2 separate regions of the Danio rerio genome follow, and region 1 is linked to region 2. The links are chromatin contacts, called in public Micro-C maps. All regions are on one chromosome and are shown on one strand. Each heading gives the region's core, a stretch centred on a gene start, on an enhancer-like site or on the middle of the called end of the contact. The rest is flanking DNA. Distances are from core to core; before and after follow the strand shown.

Region 1 (6,987 bases), core at 3,131-5,630, 67 kb after region 2:
AAGTTGTCAATAACATTCAGTTTTTTTTTTTGTTTTTTTTTTGAAGTGACGACAGCCATGACATGAACAGTGCTCGGCAGTGAAAGTGAAACCGAAAACGTGCACATCATGATCATACTGCATATTAAAGTTAATTTTAATATGCAGTTAATTTTAATATTTATTTATTTATTTTTTTATTTTTTCATAGCCAGTACAAATTGTTGTGCATGAAAATAAATGTTCACTGGGTCAGTATAACTAACCTAGCCTACGGTATATAATGTTGAATATAATGCAAGAGGGAATCTGATAATACAAACAGTCTCATTTTACCAGTGAAGAAAATTGGTCTAATAATGTTGTCAATGACAAATGACAAGCATACAGTATGTCTCAAACATAATAATTCAACGTCAGAATTATGAATAGTTGTATCACTTACTACTGTGCATTAACAACCAGGACACATTTAAAGTCAATTCAAGTCCATCATTCCAAGTTTACACAAAATGTAGCATTTTAACCAACAGTGGAGCTACATATAGGCCTAATATTATTATTGTTGTTTTACCATGTTTGAGAATTAATAATAATAATAATAATAATAGCCTACTCGTATTAACCTTTATTTTACATCTACAGAATTGTGAGAAAATTGTAATCTTGATTTTAAGGGAACAAATAAAATCTCATTTTAGCCAGAATTGTGCAATTAACCGATGATAAATTAAAAGTTGCTATTTTCTAGGTCGACATGTCTAGGAACTATGCTCATACTCAACATTCTGGCGTAATAATCAAAGAACTAAGCTAAGCTAAAAGTTCTCCCTCTAGACCCAAAGATCAGCTGAATGGATTCAAAAAAAGGTCAAACTCATGTGTTAAACTCTAGGGGACTTGTATTATGAGCCTATTTCCTATAAGAGTGTTCATTTAAGATGAAAGAAAGCACATTTTTGCATTAAACTGAGCATGAAATCAATTAAAACCTATTTACTTTGTAAGCATGCATTACTGGTCCGGTGAGGAATAGTTAATTAGTGCGAGTTAATCCACTAAAGAAATGTCTTTGTAATATCAATCATATGGTGTTCCGTTTTAGTTTGGATAGAAAATTTTTTTTTTCTCCAGCCGTCAGTCTGCTGTGAGCCAGAGATTGGTAAAGCTAAAAGATGTAAGCCGAATCAAGCTTCATTCTCCATTTTATCTCATTCAATATTCCGTTTCATTGGGAAGTCTGTCATAATGCTGAAGTAAAGTCAGTTGAGACTTCTGATTCCCATATACTTTAAGGCTTAAACTGTCGTGAAGTATTTTGTGAAAAAAATATAAAGTGCTTTCATGGTCCAGCTAGCTCTTATCTGATTGGTGGGCACAGAAAATAGGATATATAAGCTGTCACCAGGGCAGTATCTTTTCAAAGGTGTTAAAGGTATATATTGGTACTTTAAAGGTAAATATGAAAGGGATAGTTCACACAAAACTGAAAGTTCTAAATGATACTCAGGGTATCCACTGGGTCTTAAAATGTCCTAAATCTTAAAAACAACATTTTTTAAAAAATTAAATCACTGAAATATTGTGTTATAATAATAATAATAATAATAATAATGATAATAATAATACATTTTATTTATATTGTGCTTTTCTCAGAATCAAAAAATAATAATAATAACAAGAGCATCAAAACATGCTGAAGAACATTTCCAGAAAGTGGTTAAGACAAAAACAGAAGCCAAAAAGTCAAATAAACAAGTAAATAAGAGGGTGATAATGTTGCAAAGGTCAGGAGAAGGCTTTTCTTTTTCTGGGACCCTTTTTAAAACTGTCGGTTGGGTTTAGAGAAGTGGGTGGATGGGTCAATCTTTGCTTTTGAAAACACTATTGGTTGGGTTTAGGGATGGAGAAGGGTGGGTGGGTCAGTTTGTTGGTTGGTTAGTCAGTCATTCAGTCAGTTGACAGCGGCCTTTGGCAGATTTACATGAGAACAGTATGTGTGAATGGCACTCACTGGTCTCACTGGTGGAATACACACCGATCTCTGGTAGATTCGCGAAAACAAAAGCTGCTAAAAGTATACATCTTGGGATGCATTTGGCGCTTCCCAAAAATGTATATAGTGGTATGTTTTCAGAATAAGCCTGGGATGTACTTATCATTTGAGAACTCATGAAAAGTTTATAAAAGGAGGAATTCTTTCATTACACACACACAAAAAAACTAAAAATTACAATTATGAAAAATACTCCTACAATAGGACCTACAGTGATGTCTGAGGGTGGTTCATTGATTTCTACCAAGGTGGAAGGAGCATGATTTCCACTGGGGGAGTGCCATGATTTCCGACCTGGGATCCTATTACGATCAAGTGGGATAATTCCCCCATCTGTCCAAACATGATTTCTACTGAGGGGGCCCAGAGCTAAGATCTGTGCATTGGGATCAGAATCCCTAGCAACACCCCCGGCAAGGAGAGATGTTTTAAAACATCTGTATTAATGGGAAACATTATGACTATAATAATAAAAGTCAAGTGTGCTTGAGCATTCTGCCATTTTTATGGCCAAATCTTGAGACATCATATTTATTTTTTAGATTTTTTATGCCTCACTAGGGTTCATAATTTAGTTCAAACAATCCCAGGTTAAACTGAAAGTGGACCAATGTGGGCCTCAACTATATTGCAGATTGAAATATATATTACAGCAGTGCTTCTCAACCACGTACTTAGAAAATATGTTTTGGATGTCTCTTTTCTCTGTCACACTCATTACAGGTCTATCAGTCTCTGCAAATGAGCTGATGGTCTGAATTCAGTGTGTTTGGTTAAGGAGACATGGAGCATGGTTGAGAAACACTGTATTACAGTATTCTAACAGAGCAGTTGGAACAACGTTTGTTGTTATCAAACCTAATCTGCCAATCATGAACCTAATATTTGATTGTTTAAGAGTGTACCACAAAGCAAGTTAGGGATAGTTCACCCAAAACTAAAAATTCTGTCATCATTTACTCACCCTTTACTTTTTGACTTTATTTGCTTGAGCATTCTGTTATTTTTATGACCAAATCTTGAGACATCATATTCTTTTTTTTTTTTTTTTTTTTTAGATTTTTTCTGTACCTGTAGGATTCATAATTTAGTTCAAACAATTCCAGGTTCAATTGAAAGTGGACCAATGTGGGCCTCAAGTGTATTGCAGATTGAAACAAATATTACAGCAGTGCTTCTCAACCACTTTCCTGGAGGACCACCAACACTGCATGTTTTGGATGTCTCGTTTCTATGTCACACTCATTACAGGTCTTTCAGTATCTGCTAATGAGCTGATGGTCTGAATTCAGTGTGTTTGGTTAAGGAGACATGGAGCATGGTTGAGAAACACTGTATTACAGTATTCTATCAGAGCAATCAGACAAAGGTTTGTTGCGATCAAACTAAATCTGCCAATCATGAACCTAATATGTGATTGTTTAAGAGTGTACCACAAAGCAGGCTAGGGATAGTTCTCCCAAAACTGAAAATTCTGTCATCATTTACTCACCCTTTACTTGTTCTAAACCAGTTTGACTTTATTTGCTTGAGCATTCTGTCTTTTTTATGGCCAAATCTTGAGACATCATGTTCAAATTTTAGATGTTCAATGCCCCTGTAGGATTCATAATTTAGTTCAAACAATTCCAGGTTCAATTGAAAGTGGACCAATGTGGGCCTCAAGTGTATTGCAGATTGAAACAAATATTACAGCAGTGCTGCTCAACCACTTTCCTGGAGGACCACCAACACTGCATGTTTTGGATGTCTCTTTTCTATGTCACACTCATTACAGGTCTTTCAGTATCTGCTAATGGTCTGATGATCTGAATTCAGTGTGTTTGGTTAAGGAGACATGGAGCATGGTTGAGAAACACTGTAGTTTACCACAAAGCTAGTTAGAGATAGTTCACCCAAAACTGAAAATTCTGTCATAATTTACTCACTGTTTACTGGTCCCAAACCAGTTTGACTTAAAAAGTATTTTGAAGAAAGCTGGAAACCTCCAACCACTGACTTCCATGGTATTTGTTATCTTTATTATGAAATCCAGTGGTTACAGGTCATCAGCTTTCCTCAAAATATCTGTAGTTAACAGATTAAATAAACTTATAAAGGTTTGAAATCACTTTAAAGTGAGTAAACAGTGATCAAATTTTCATTTTTGGGTTGAACGATCCCTTTAAGACTACTTGTAAAAGCTAATCAAACTGATTGGTTGCTTTACACGTCAGCCAAACAATCTCCTCCTGTGTAAGTGGGTGATTCTTGGCTCAAATAAGCAACCATTTGGGCCAGACTTTACGCAGACTTACTTAACAGTCTGACTAAGCACGTCTATATGAAATAAATCTCCTGTTTCAGATGTCACATTGAAATATGATGTAACTACTCACACTCTCTCGTTCTGTCTCTCCCACATACATACACTTTCACTTTCAGAATTGCGATAATTTCCCAGCTATCAAAACATGCCCGAGAGATTCTTAGCATAAATATATCATAAAGCGAGCAGAAGAGTCATAAGCACTCACGCTCTAGAGTTTATCTTCAGACGGCTCATTGTGACATATTTCCTTATCTATCTCTCCTCCTGTCTTCCGTCTGCTGCATCTTATCAGATTGCTCTGCAGCAGTCAGCATTTAGAAAATCGCTTGTATTTTGGGCCTGAAAGCTGTCTTAAAGACTCTGTCCTAAGCCAGGTTACGCTACGGTTACTAAAGTAACCCTCGTTCCCCGAGGGGGGGAACGGAAATGCTATGTGGAACCTTCCACAATATGGGGTTTTCGTCATATTGTGGAAGGTTCCACATAGCATTGGAGTTCCCCATCCGAAGGGGAATGAATATTACAGCAACATAGAAAAGAGACAGATGACCTCTGCTTAAAAAAAAGAAAGGACTAAAACTCAATCCAGGAGAAGTTTTGCGTGAAATTGTCTGGGGATTGAGGTAGTGGTGTGTGCTGTTGAGGGTTGTACATTTAGTAATTGAACTTTTACTAGTCATTGCTCTGCTTTTGCGTCATGCCTAACAACAGCTTGGTAAAATCAATGGAACACATGAATGGCTTATTGCTTTTCTGAATCGCTGACAATAGCATTAGTGTAAAAGACACTACTGCTCCAACATGTCGTTTTACGTTAAAACCAATAACCACATTTAGTCATTAATTTTCTTTCAGCTTAGTCTCTTTATTCATCAGGGGTCGCTACATTGGATGCCCTTCCAGCTGCAACCCAGTACTGGGAAACATCCATACACCCTTATTCACACTCATACTCTATGGCCAATTTAGTTTATTCAATCCACCTATAGCGCATGTCTTTGGACTGTGGGGGAACCTGCAAGCACCTGGAAGAAACCCACGTCAACATGGCAGAACATGCAAACTCCAATAATCACAATTAATTGCTTGTTGTTAATCAGGCGGGGAATTTTATAGTTTCCGTTTTGAAAAATGTCCATTATAATCAATTATTCACTGTGTTAAATCAATAGGCTTTTTTGTCGAAATAACATCACATTTTATTAGTTTCATGAACAACTTCAGATGTGGCTCTTTCATCAGATTCAACATGATGTGAATGTATCATATGCATGATATATTCTGCTCTGAAGACATGAGACATGACCTAATTTCTACCATCTATTCTGTGCTCACCCTTTTGTTGACCTGAATAAATGGTAGACTTCAATGCTTGACTGCTTTCTTAAGTAGCAGATTAACTGTTTCATATGTCTTGCTCTGAAAATGCTAAGGGTGTAAGTCCATTCCTTCACTTGCTGTGGTCCAGACCAAACACAATGTTGTTGTTGTTTTTTTTTATTTTATTTATTTATTATTTATTTATTTTTTTCATGTAGCTCTATTTCGCACTGCCCTTTTATCAAGTGAACCAGAATTTGTTAACAAAACTTACACGTGTGCTTATTTGATAGAAATGCTTTCCCCTGCTGGATTCATAATTTAGTCCAACCACTCCAAAGTTCAATCGAAAGTGGACCAATGTGGGCCTCAGCTATATTCCAGATTGAAACTGTTCGGTGAACTCTGGATGGCAGTGTTCTAACAGAGGTGTTGGACCAAAGTTTGTTGTGATCAAACTGCCAATTTCAAACACCCTTTAAAGTATGCGATTGTTAAAGCGTGTACCAAGCAACTATTTAAGGATAGTTCAAATAGGTCATCATTTACTCACCCCACTGCCATGACGTGACTCTTACTGTAGTTCAGATGGACTATTCGCATATCATGTATTTTGCTCACACAGGTTGTTTATTTAAAATGTAGGCGTGCACAAACAGAGAGCAACAAAATGTGTGTTATATACATTTAAGTTATAACGGTAAACTATTATTCTCTGACAAACCAGCCTGATCTCATGAGAAAATTTAAGTATTTTAAGTAGTTCAATCATAAAAAAATATACAATTTTAAAAAGGAGGCGTGGCACCCAACCCCACCCCTAACCCCAACTCTCATTGGGGGATGAGCAAATCGTAGTAAATTGTATGAATTAGATTGTACGAATTCATACGAATTAGCCACTAAACCAAAAAGGTACGCATTGCCGTGAGATTGCGTTGGACAAACACACAACAGCCAAAAACAGCAATACCTTTTTTATTTCGTCTATAAATAAAACTTGTATCAGAGCTAGAGGTAAGGCATAAACTGCGTAGAAAATCATATAGTTCCCTACTATGTAGTATGTGAAAAATAATATTCAAGCTTAGTAGTGTGTCTGTTTCATAGTTATTCATAGTATTTGAAAAATAGTAGATGATAAGATTACCTTCACATCCAATGGATACTACGCTATCCCGTAATGCCATGTGAGAGAATTCATGAATAGAAGTGATGCAACACAACTAAAGCTGGTAGCTGATAATGACAAATGGCAAATGTTTCATATATAAAACATAATTTTGAAATAGTAATGTGGTAAATTTAAATTCAAAAGTAG
Region 2 (6,763 bases), core at 3,580-6,079:
GAGTTTTTGTGACATGAAAGTGAGGAGTCGCTCTAAATTTATGCTTCCCTTTGTTTACATTTCGACTCTTTGCTCTGTGGTCATTCATCATTCTGTTAGATGCACAGGCTGAGTTATATGGCTGTTTTTCTCCCTTTTTTAAATACTTTTAAGACCTTTTCAAACATATTCCCTAAATACTACATTTAATCAGACTTTTAAACAGATAGCAGAGTTAGAATGACCAATAAAAAAGGCCCAAACAATTAATAGTTTCTAAATCGAAATCGCAATTTGAAAGGGTGAGAAATCTGGCTGTGAGGGCTTTTCTTTTTTTTTTTTTTATTCTGTAAATACTGTCAGTTGGGTTTAGGGAAGTGGTTGTTCACTGGTCAATTGATGCTTTTTAAAACACTATTGGTTGGGTTTAGGGAAGGGGTTAGGTGGGCATATCGGTCAATTGGTCAGTCCGTCAACAGCGGTTTCTAGTGGATTTACGTGGGAACAATAGATGTGAATGGCATTCACAAGAGAAATTTGAGATCTCAAAATATATAATATATTGACAACATGTAAAGGACTGACTGTATAACTGACTTGAACTGTATGTATATGTAAAGTGGGGGAAATAAGTATTGAACACGTTATAATTTTTCTCAGAAAACATATTTCTAAAGATGCTGTTGACTTGAAATGTTGATAACAGCCAAAGAAATACATTTATGAAAAGAAAACGAATCAAAATTTATAAATGACAAAGGGAAAAAAGTATTGAATACATGAAGAAAGAGAGGCAGTGAAAGCCCAGACAGCAGTTGAAATCTCTCAGTAGTTCTTCAGCAGCCCTTTGGCCTTCAGCATTGTACAGGAAAAATAGCTGCTTCAGTCTAACATTTACATAATCAAGCTGTAGAATTGCCCAGCCAATCACCTGACTTGAATCCATTAGAAAATATTAAATAAAGATCAGTTTTATGTTGAATACACAATCACCCCCACTGTATATGTATATGTATATCTATATGTATGTGTAAATGTATATGTATATGGATAGGACCTCTATAGCACTGTATATGTAAGACCTTCAACAAACCCGAAGTCAAAGCCCAAGATAGACAGAGATCTTTCCACAGCATGTTAAGCATGCTCTGTGTCATTCTCTCTCTTGTTGTGCCCTCTGCCCTCCCCTCCTTCCTCCCTTTTTTCTCCCTCTGTTTCTCCTCTCCTCTGCTTGGGAGATCGCAGCTTGAAGGTCACGGACTGAGGGTGTTGTCAGACAGCGAGGGAGTGTAAAAAGCATCCTCACACGTAGGCTCTCAGGCCTTATGTTCATATTAATGCAGTTGTTCTCCGACTTTCGGTGACTCAACTGGCATTAAAACATCTCGGAAAGAGATCAGGAAGCAATGCTCTTTCAACAAAATAGAGCAACAGCGCTCAACCATGCATTTGTGTCCACTGTTTCATCGAAAGGTCAGTCTGATATCCAAATAACACGCAACGTCAGTGCTGGAGGTTGTTTTTGTCTACGCAAAGTCTTCGAATCAAACATGCAATTTTCTAGATGACCATTTCTGCATTATCTGAAGTGACATTTACAGCCTGCTTTACTTGGGTGTAGAGCTGCACGATTCTGGCTAAAATGAAAATCGCAAATTTTTTATTTTTTAAATTTATTTATTGATTTTTTTTTTTGCCTAAAATAAAGATCACGATTTTCTCACGATTCTGTAGATATAAAATAAAGTTTAATATGAGTGGGCTATTATTATTGTTATTCTTAAACATGTGGTAAAACAGCTTTAGGCTATGGTTAGCTGTACTGTTGCTAAAATGCTAAATGTTGTATAGACCTGGAATGGTGGACTTGAAAAGACTTTAGATTTGTCCTGGTCATTAATGCTGATGATAATTTTGATGCTGAATTATAGTGGTAGAGACATATGCTTACAATCTGTCATTTTCTGCTTAAAATCCATCACTGACGTGATTTTTCGTGAATACAGAAGATTGGGTGGGTATTTTTGCATTTCGGCGGGTTTTTGGATACTTTTTGGGCTGGAATCAGTCAGCTACATCTGGCAACACTGTGTGAGCTTTCGGTTTCATTTTCACTGTTAAGAGCGGTTCACTTCCTGCGCGGCTCCCAAACGATCACTCTGTGCCACAAACTGAATGTTATTTACAACTAGATTACCTGTTATTCAAAGCATATGCAGGTTCTGTTCACTTAAGTAAACTTCTTTATGAGACGAGCACGCGTGCGCCAACCCTCCCTGTGGTAACAGCTGACGGTCAGCTCACGTCACATGTGATTTTGCAGTCATTTTTGAGTTGAATTATATCTTATAAATACAGCATGTGATTCTTTCAACACCATTTGGAGGTGTCCACGTTGCTGAACAACGTATGTAAAACAATGTGAAGACTTGTGCGGCCACCTTTGCTTCTCTCCTGAACTTGAAAATATGATTGACAGAATCATAGAAATGCTGGATTAAGATCGTCTAGGGGATCGAATCGAGATCACAATCATTTCACGATTAATTTTGCAGCTCTACTTGGGTGTTTAGTTAATTCCTGAATGGAGAACAACCTTAAAGGGATAGTTCACCCCAAAATTTACATTTACATTTACTTTCCCTTGACTTATTACAAATCTGCTTGAGGTTTTGAAGAATGCTAGAAACCTGTAGCATTTGACCTCTATAGTAGGAAAAAAACAAACAAACAATGGAAGTCAATGACTATGTTTACATAGATATCAGTAAACAAGTTATTTGCCTTAATCTGAATAAGACAATAATATGATTAAGGCGTTTACATTAGTTGCTATTTGGACGTTCCTTTCATGATCCTGTTTTACGTTTTGCACAATTTGATTAACATTATTGCTTCACCACACAATCCACATTTCCTACTGATTTTCATGTAATTTCAGGTGTTTCATTTTGAATTTGTAGACTTTAACTGCAGTTTGGCACTTTCACTTTCATCCAGGAACGTTTCATGATTGCTGTGTTTATATGTCTGTACTGCACTTCAATAATGCATCTAAAATCAACATACTCCATGTCTTATTTCGATTTCTGTTGGGTTTATGACCTTAATCGATTTTAAATTGAGATTAAATTAGCCAAAAGTCTCTGTTTTCATGTAGACCCTTAACATATAGACACTTAATTAGAGTATTGTCTTAAACCTATTCAGATTATTGGTCTCCATATAAACATACTTCATCAATTCCATCATTTTTGTTTTTAATGTCTTGCTGGTTCTGGTTTAAATGTCTTGCTGGTTATTCCTTTTTGAACTATCCCATTAACGTTTGCAGTTATTGTTTTGTTATTTTCCATCATAATCTTACTTATAACAAGATAAAAAGATATATTATCCACAACCATGGATTTAAAAAAAACTGTAACACTTTATTTTGATGGTCCAGTTGAGTATTAGCAGACTATAGATTGTTGATACAGACATTTAACTGACTATAAGAAACTTTGCAAGCACATGTCAACTTACACTAACCCCAACCCCAACCCCAACCCTAACAGTCTACTCGTAGCCTAATGAGAATTAGTTGGCATGTAGATACAATGTAACTTAAACTTAACAAATGGACCATCAAAATAAAGCGTGACCAAAAAAATCTGTTAAAAAATCAGTTAACAGACAATCATACACAAACGATACATCTAGTTAAAATCAAGTTATAAAAATCACATATATTTGGATTAAATTCACTAATTTAATTAAATTATTATTTTTTTTTAAATTAAATATAGACTTTAAATGGAGAAGAACATTTTAAACTGCTGATGACCATGCAATTTCATGACCTTTTGTCAGGTCCAGTTGTGTTGGTTTGGCTTGTAGACAAGAGTAACCACATTTTTACATTATTCATCAGCTATTTCCCAACCATTCTGTAGTGGTGAGGATGTATTGCTGAATCATCCTTAATATTGAACAACGTGTCTTAACTAGGTGTTTTTGTAATTTTTTCTTTTGTCTTGACTAGTGTAAAGCGCAGCGTGGTGGACACCACAAACTCCTCTGAGGCATTGGCAGCCTTTCCCACCGTCTGTTTGTGCAGTTTTTTTCTAACAACCATGCCACTGCCTGTAGAAAATGTACAATGGGTTCATTGATCCACCGTTTTCAGTAACTATTGAGTGACCCTGTTGAGAAGCAAGACCTTCATGGGTCTCATTTCCCTCCGGCGGCCCAGAAGCAAAGGCCTGGGGATTGTGGGATTTGATCTTTGAGTCATGTACTGAGAAATGATTGCAAGAAAATCTCAAACCGACACGGACTGCTTTAGTATGGAATTTCATCAGAGCTATTCAACAGATGAGCGTGTCTTGACTCAGTCGTCCATTGTGGGTTAAAGCCACCGCTACCTCATGAAATTTCACAGTGGCCAGCCTCCCCTGCGGTTTAACCGCTGCGCCCTCTTCTTGAGAAACATATGCGTCATTTGTGAGCCTATTAATGAGAAGCGTACGATCAGAGAGAGCCGCCATTTGTGAGCCTTTGGGGCGTCGTAGAAAAAGTCATGTTGCTGCTTGTCGCGATGCTTCGTTTGGCCTTTACTATCGCTGACTTCCTGGCACACCTGCATTTCATTACTCCCGAATGCAGAACAGGTTCCTCTCTGGCGCATATGCCAAGTGTCATCTATAGACACCTTTGTTGATTAAAGAAACAGCTGCCATCTGGTCAGGCTGGGCAGCGGGTTTAAGTGTCACCTTTGCCTTGTAGGCTTGGCTCGGTAGTGGCACAAACAACCTTGGAGCCCCAGACTTGTCACAGTCCACTGGCCAAGCGGAGTGCTGTGAGCGGCACGGTGGGAAGCAGAAGAGTCTAGAAGGTGGGACTAGGGGCCACATTTGAAAGCATGCATGAGTCATTGCATTGCAAGTTTAGCCATACATTTACCATTAGGCTTATCATAGGGATGTGTTTTTGGTGACTGAGCATTTCAAGCCAGTTCAAAGCATTCAGACACAAGGAATTATACTGTTTGTAACATTATAAGATTAAATGTACTGTATGTGTGTATATTATATTAGGCATAGAACGATAACAGTTTAGACCAGTTTTGAATAGAATCATATCCAAAAGATGCCTTTTCAAATTGTACAGAAATCGGTTTATGAAACTAACGTAGATAGCAGAAGTCAATGATTTTTTAAATGACGTTTACTGTTCCAAAATATTTAAAAATGTTTCTTAAAATAAAATATATAGTGTTTAATAGGGAAAAAAAATGTTGTTTATTACCCGGAAATTTAAAATTAACATTTTAAAGCAGTAATCACAATACCGCAAAACCGTGATTTATTTATTTATTTATTTTTTTTTTAAAGGTTGTAATAACATCAGAATCCTATTAACGTTGGTTTAAATGAGAATTTAATGACATTGCGATAACAATTATGCGATTTAATGGCAGCTGTTTGCGTAGCTTGTCAATCAACTATGGCTTCATGTAAAACTGCAACATAAAATAAGGTGTATTAACACCAAACTCACCTTAAAACTATAGATTAGTGTTTAAAATCATTGTAGTCGTGCGTTTATTATTTAAGCTGAATAACTGAAAGCAGTTAAATAATCAGTTTATTTTGTAACCTCTTTTTTCCCCCCAGGGTATTTCCCAGGTTTCTTTGTGTGTACTTAAATAAGGTTTTGGGTTTCCGCAAGAGCACCCTCTGGCTTTTCGGAGGAGATTTTCTGCAAATCAAGCCATTTCTTGAGTCTTTGCAAATCCAATTTAATTAATCAATGAACTATGGCTATGATTAAATGCTGCATGTGAAATTGCAACATTTAAAAATAAGGTGATTTTTAACACAAAACTCGCCTTAACTAATAAACACAACTATGAAAATACTTCAAACACTCAAAGTTACGCTGATTAACTGAAACCATTTAAATCTTCGGTTTATTTTGCAACCTCTGTTTTCCCCAAAGGATCTCCCAGGTTTCTTTGTGTGTACTTGAATAGGTTTTTGGATTTCTGCGAGAATGCCCTCTGGCTTTTCGAGGAGATTTACCACAAATCAAGCCGTTTTTTTTTTTTTTTTTTGAGTCTTTGCAAATTCCATTTGATTAATCGCCCATTCATAAAATACAACAAATGCAATGGAGTGTTATTTTACAATTATTATTGTAATTATTATTATTTCATATACATAATTATATACAATTATTATTCAATTTCTGCCTCAATTCTGCTAGAATACCAGAAAACCATAGGATACTGATCATTTCATTTGCTCTATTGTTTTTTTTTTTTTTTTGTTTTTTTGTTTTTTCAGATGCACTCCCATAAAAATCATACAAATTAATCAAACAGAGCCATTTGTGCCATCTGGTGAAAGTATACTTAATATATTTCACATTTCCAGGTTTCTCAATAGCGGTAGTCGTCATAGTTGGATAAAGAGCGCAGTGAATGGGATAATACAACAAATATTGTTATTACAATCCAGTTTTCTAAGATAATGAACAAAAAAACTCCACAATGGTGTTATCAAGACTTTAAGAAAAAGGAAAAAAAATAGTATGAGACTGATAACAGAAAGCCAGAAGAGAAAACAATGTCAAATTTACTGCCCTGCCCCATTGATGCTGCATTAGAAACACCACACATAATCTGTAATGAGTTTTTTTTTGTTATTTGATGAAAACATGATGCAATACATACATAAAAACATAAATGTTCATACCATTAAAAAAAAAAAAAAAAAAAAAACTAACTATCAAAAACTTT

What was found. A called contact is a pair of places that touch in the nucleus more often than the background predicts.
Region 1: a contact with region 2 is called in a Micro-C map of caudal fin, with 2.1 times the contacts expected there. The contact joins two enhancer-like sites. A contact is called at or near these places in 2 of 18 Hi-C or Micro-C datasets (caudal fin and an unstated tissue).

Annotation. Positions count from the first base shown.
Region 1 is chr18:46,086,436-46,093,422 of GRCz12tu, forward strand. All of the region lies in intron 7 of nectin1b (nectin cell adhesion molecule 1b), which reads left to right. Among named protein-coding and RNA genes, the nearest start is that of nectin1b, 250 kb to the left of the region's middle. Within about 2 kb of position 4,381, at least 6 of the 62 cell types and tissues checked have an H3K27ac peak or open chromatin away from gene starts, as enhancers often do. A contact at or near this core is called in caudal fin, where this site is marked.
Region 2 is chr18:46,018,967-46,025,729 of GRCz12tu, forward strand. All of the region lies in intron 4 of nectin1b (nectin cell adhesion molecule 1b), which reads left to right. Among named protein-coding and RNA genes, the nearest start is that of nectin1b, 180 kb to the left of the region's middle. Within about 2 kb of position 4,830, at least 15 of the 62 cell types and tissues checked have an H3K27ac peak or open chromatin away from gene starts, as enhancers often do. A contact at or near this core is called in caudal fin, where this site is marked.